2 separate regions of the Ovis aries genome follow, and region 2 is linked to region 1. The links are chromatin contacts, called in public Hi-C maps. All regions are on one chromosome and are shown on one strand. The core of a region is the stretch at or near the end of the contact, and the rest is flanking DNA. Distances in the headings are between cores, read along the strand shown. Region 1 has its middle 13 kb from the start of MIRLET7B. Region 2 overlaps CDPF1 (cysteine rich DPF motif domain containing 1).

Region 1 (2,700 bases), core at 55-2,554:
GAGGGACCCACCTGGGGGTACAGCCCTCCAAATTATCCTTCATTCAGTCCTTTCCAGCTGGGAGACAGGCTCGGAACAGGCACTGGCTGTACTTGAGGATTAAAGGGACAATGCTGAGGGCCTTGGAGGCACAGGGAAGGAGGGAGGGCCACAGAGCAGAGGTGGGTCGGCGGAGGGAGAGTTCACAGAGAGCTTCCTGGTTCAGATAAGTCCTGAGTGGGGTTTTGTAGGATGAATAGGAGTTTGCCAGCTACGAAGTAGGGACAGGAATGAGAAGCCCCCTCGTTCACACTCTGACTGTGCAGTAATCTCCCATATACAAACAAGTTCCGTTCTGAGTCCAGCTGGCTTGAAAGTCCAACAAAGTTAGCTTAGCTACCCCACTAACACGAGCAGGTGTACAGGACTGTGCCGTGTGTGAGCACGCTCAGTCACTCAGTCGTGTCCGACTCTTTGAGATCCCATGAGCTGTAGCCCGCCAGGCTCCTCTGTCCATGGGGTCATCCCGGCAAGAACACTGGAGTGAGCTGCCCATTCGTACTCCAGAATACTCTACTCAGAATACTCTACTGTAATAGGTTTATAATACTTTTCACACGAATTAGACAGAAAAACAAAATTAAAGAAGCTTTTAATCTCATAGCACAGTACCCTGAAAAGTACGGTAGCCCAGCACTACAGCTGGCACACAGGGACTGGCGTCACGTGAGCAGGCGAAAGGAGCTCCTGACCAGAGCAGGGAGAGGAGGTGGGAGGCGGCGGAGCTGCAGGGCTGTGAGCAACGGGAGACGGAGGGCAAGCTGCCGTTTCCCTCACGCAGGACGCGAGTGTGTGCACAGACGCACGTTCACAGCCGGGAGGTCCATGCGTAGGGGCCTTGCTGTGTATGTGTGCTGTGTGCTGTGGGGGCCTGTGGGAGTTGCCGTGTGATATGCTGCTGGGATGGAAGGGCCACGGACTCCCTGTGGAAGCCGGGGCCCCTCATGTCCAAAAGGGCAGGTCCTTTCTAGAGTCAGTCTCAGAATTAATCCGGAAGATTTAGTTGCAGGTGAAAGAAACCCACGCCAAACCAGCTTAGGCCTAGAGACGGACTTACTGCCTTATGTAAGGAAAAATCCAAGAACTGGACCAGCGCCAGGCAGGGCTGGTTCAAAGGGCATCCCCGGGGCTCGGCCCCTGTTTCTGCGGACTGCTTTCCTCCACGTGCCCCGCTCCTCCAGCTGGCTCCACTGCAAAGGCGGAGAAGCCCAGGCCTTGCCCGCCCCACCCCTGCGCCATGGGAAGCTGCCCCCCCTTCCCCAGCAGTGAGTCACGGCTCAGCGAGCCCGGCTGTGTGTGCTCCCTGGCCGGGGTGGAGCCGGCTCCGCGGGGTCGGGGGTGGCAGTGGCTTGGCGGGCAGAGCCGAGCTGCTGCTCCTGGGACCGACACTGAGATCAGTGCCGGGAGGACATGGGCTTCGTGAGGGCCCTTGCAGTGAGTGACCTTGACCTGCGGAGGAAATGGGAACTTCCCGTCTGTGCCCCTGAGCCTGTCAGAGCGCTCAGCCCAGCGCGGTGGCCAGGGGCCAGGGAGCAGCGCCCTGGAGGCCAGGCCAGCGTGGTCCTGGCCATAACCTCCGGGAGGGCAGGGGAGGCACGGTGCTGATTGTCCTGCTTCTCTCTGGCCACTCAGGGCTCCACGGGACCCCCAGGGCACCTCTGGCAGCCACCAGGTGGGCACTGCTCATGTCCGCCCATTCTTCAGGCCAGGAACCAAGAGTCCTGCAGCCCATGGGGGCCTGGCGGCCTGTCTCACCCACAGCCTGAGCTGCCCTTCGTGACCTGGGCCCTGGGCCCGTAGCCCAGCCTGCTCTCAGCCAGGGCGAGCAGTTCGCTGCAGATGGGCACCTTCACCAGGGTCCCCGAGGGACCCAGGGGCAGCGTGGCACAGCCACCCTCCAGGCCACGACTGAGTGAGTGCCCTGTCTGGTGAGGGGGGCAGGGTGGGCAGCAGAAGGTTCAGCCTTGATACGCAAACCAGGCTGGGCAGAGGCCCAGGGGCGCCCACCTGCTCACCCCTCACGGGGTCCTCCCTGCGGCACGGCCTCCAGTCTCCCGCAGAGCCACTCATTCACTCAGTGCTGAGGACTGGGAGCGAGGTAGCCAGTCCAGGCCGGCTGCCCCCAGCCACCCACATATCCCTGACGGCCGTTTTCTCACCCTGAGCTGGCGCCAGCCCCAAGACTCCTGACCAGGGCTTCCCTGGTGGCTCAGTGGTAATGAATCTGCCAGCCGATGCCGGAGACACGGGTTCGATTTGTGATCTGGGAAGGTCCCACGTGCTGCAGAGCGACTAAGCCCGCGCCCCACGACTTCCGAGCCCAGGAGCCGCAGCCGCTGAAGCCCACTCGCCCCAGCGCCCGTGATCCCCAGCTAGAGGAGCCCCTGCAACTAGAGAAAGGGCTGCCCAGCAATGAAGACCCAGCACAGCCAGCAATGAATAAATAAAAATCATATTAAAAAATGAGAAGACTCCTGCCAGAGCCTGTCAGAGCTGGAAGGGCTCTTGGCCAGGCCTGGGGCTGGTGGTCAGCAACCGGAGGGGCCCTGGTGGTGGAGAGGTGCCCCCCGGCTCCTCCATCAGTGCAGGCAGAGGACAGGAGGTGCCCGCTCCCACACCCCACTTTGTACGACTCGGCTCCGGTGCTAAATGCAGAGGCAC
Region 2 (2,700 bases), core at 146-2,645, 89 kb after region 1:
ACTTACATGTTTGGAATGTCCTACTGTAAGACTGATGAATGTAAAGAGTTAATTTCAGGGTACAGTATTGCCTTAATGGTTTTAAAAAATAAACTATTTTTAAAGATTATTTGGGGAGTTTTGAGTGATGCTGTGAGATGAACTCCCTGGCTGGAAAAACCAGTACCAACTATAGGTCTGCCTGAACCCAAGCCTGAGGTTGTCTCCACCTGTGAGGGTCCAGTAACAGAGTGGACCTGGGACAGTGCGGCCCAGAAGACAAGACCCAGCACCAACATCGTCAGTGAAAGCTCTTTATTCGTCCCCTCATCAGACATGTCTCTATCACCCCCAGGCAATGTGCGCTGGCCCTGCAGAAATTATACAATCGGACGGAGCAGTTCTACCCACTAAGGACTGGGGCCACACGGCGAGCCCACGTCAGCGTCTCACCAGCTGCTAAGGTGGGGGCTGTGAGGCTGCGGTCCCTGAGCGCGGGCGTCTGGGGTCTGCCTGTGGGCGCCGTCTCGGCCGGCACCTGACCCTGGTGTTGCTGCAGGCAGACCCCAGCCCCCTGGGCTCCAGACATGGCTCCCACGGCCCAGAGAGAAGGCCGGCACAGCGGCTCCATCTCGGCCCCGTCTCTGACTTGGGCCATGGAAGCCCGCGTGGCCACGAGCCCTGGGTGGGCACCGCTGCGGCCCTGGTACCAGACTGCACTCATGGTTGAGAACTGCGCTGGCTGGCAGGCCTCGTGGAGGGGACTTTCCTTTTCTCCAAGTCTTGCTGAATTTCCTGAGGGAAAGCATCCACGTTGTCCTGGACACAGGGGAGGCAAAATCTCTTCGAGTAGAATAAACTGCATTCCTGAAAGAAGGGAGGGGAGTGCTGAGTGCCACAAGAAGCCCAGTGCAACATCTCCCAGAGGGCAGCCCTTCACTGCAGGCAGGGCAGCGGGGTGAGGCAAGGCCCCCAGATACACACATCAGAGAGGAGCTGGGGGGTGTGGCCAGAGCCAGACAGCGAGAGGGAGAGTGGGGCGCAGGGGCCTGGCTGCCCACCTCCAGGAGGGTGGTCCTCATCTAAGAGAAGAGCCGGTGGGCTTCTGAGAGGGCAGTGGGGGCAAAAGAGCCAGGGCCGGAGCCCGCAGGCCGTGGGACTGGTTGGGTGAGACCCGTGAAGGCGGCCAGGAGACGGTGCAGCCCGGCTTCTGCAGGGCAGGGCTCCACTGCGGGCCAAGGCTGAGCACAAGCCCGGCCCAGCGGGCTGGAAACCCGAGGTCCCTCCCTCTCCTGGCTATCACGGCGGTGAGACGGGCTCGGTGACACCGGTGCTAGGAGCAGCCGGGGATGGGAGGGATGGCCCACAGAGCCGGAGGCCACCGCTGAGTGGCTGGTCTGGGCAGGAGGTCAGAACTGCTCCACCACGTACAGTGGCGAGCGTGGCACCCACTAACGCTGCACTGATTTCCGTCCGGCGCAGGGCCCGGGCCTGCCTCCCAGCTGCCCTGCAGCCAGGTGTGGCCACGTGGCTGAGTCTGCTCAGCGGCGTCACCACAGCTGTGTGCCACCTCCTGGTCAAGCTCTCTGAAGGAACAGGCGTGTGCGCTCCTGTCCCTTCCCACCAACGGGGATGTAGATGTGATGGTGGGAGCTGCGACTTATGCAGGGGACCCAACAGGTCCTGCGCTGAGGACCACAGCTGTGCCCCCCCAGCCAGCGCCACTGGGCCGGGCTGTTTGTCTCATCTGTCCCGTGTATCGGGGTCCCTTCCTTCCAGGAACTTAGGCTCTGCCTCAACCAAGACAACTGTGGAGATCTGACGCCACACGGGGGCCCATCCCCTCTGTCACCAAGTGCGGCCCGAACTCCCAGGGCGGCAGTCCTGGCTTCCCCCGCCTGGCCCCACTCCCGACTCCCGCTGCGTCCCGTCCACACAGGGCCTCCGCGGCGCCAGCTGCCCGTCTCCTCACATGGCCCCACAGTGGAGCGGCTCCCTCTGGGCCTTTGCCTGAGCTGAGGCTTCCTCCCACCTGCCAGTCTCATCACCTTGACTTCTGATGGATGGAGACTGGCTGTCCCAATCTGCTCTGTGACACAGCCCCCCTGCCGCTCCGCTGCTGGCCCTCAGCCCCCAGCCAGAATACTCAGGGATGCTTGGGCTGCAGAGTCACTTGGGGTAAGGGTCTACACAGCTGCACTTCCATCCGTCCTCGGGTTTTCACACAACAGGCTCAGCTGGCCCAGTGAACTGGGCAAACTCCACCTCTCCAAATCTCAGTCTCCTCACCTGTAAAATGGGTGCAGCACTGCTCTGCCTAACTAGGGCTGGGATAGGAATAAAGAAGGCATTGCTGGCAACACACGTCCCAAGCACAGGGTCTAGCACACAACAAATGCTCCAGAAAAAAACGCCCCTTCCTCTGGAGGGGCCCTGGAGGACAATTAGAAAGAAGGCTACAGTCCCACGGAGGGAAGAGCACAATGCCAGCTGCACTTGGTGGGGGAGGGGAGGCGATTAGGGGCTAAGGGGTTGGGGGGGCGGTGCAGAGCCTCCAAGAATCTCTCCTCAACGCCCACTGAGACCCTCAAACTGACCCCAGCCTGCCTGTCCCCAAGCCCTCTGTTGGCTGCAGGGACCCACCCATGATGAGGCAGAGCAGCTGCCCCCGCCAAGTGACCGTGAGGGGCCCAGGGACACCAAGGCCAGGAAAGGCTGCCG

Evidence for each region. Hi-C and Micro-C count contacts between places; a contact is called where the count stands out from the background.
Region 2: a Hi-C map of liver shows a contact between it and region 1, with 1.9 times the contacts expected there. The contact joins two enhancer-like sites. A contact is called at or near these places in 4 of 16 Hi-C or Micro-C datasets (hypothalamus, liver and tail adipose tissue).

Annotation. Positions count from the first base shown.
Region 1 is chr3:222,333,822-222,336,521 of ARS-UI_Ramb_v3.0, forward strand. No RefSeq gene overlaps it. Among named protein-coding and RNA genes, the nearest start is that of MIRLET7B, 13 kb to the left of the region's middle. Within about 2 kb of position 1,305, at least 20 of the 54 cell types and tissues checked have an H3K27ac peak or open chromatin away from gene starts, as enhancers often do. A contact at or near this core is called in liver, where this site is marked.
Region 2 is chr3:222,422,451-222,425,150 of ARS-UI_Ramb_v3.0, forward strand. CDPF1 (cysteine rich DPF motif domain containing 1) reads right to left here. Exons shown (of 4, transcript XM_004007051.5): 4 at 280-846. The coding sequence ends at 700. It overlaps PPARA (peroxisome proliferator activated receptor alpha), which reads left to right. Exons shown (of 8, transcript XM_042247880.1): 8 at 1-109. Among named protein-coding and RNA genes, the nearest start is that of CDPF1, 7.5 kb to the right of the region's middle. Within about 2 kb of position 1,396, at least 5 of the 54 cell types and tissues checked have an H3K27ac peak or open chromatin away from gene starts, as enhancers often do. A contact at or near this core is called in liver, where this site is marked.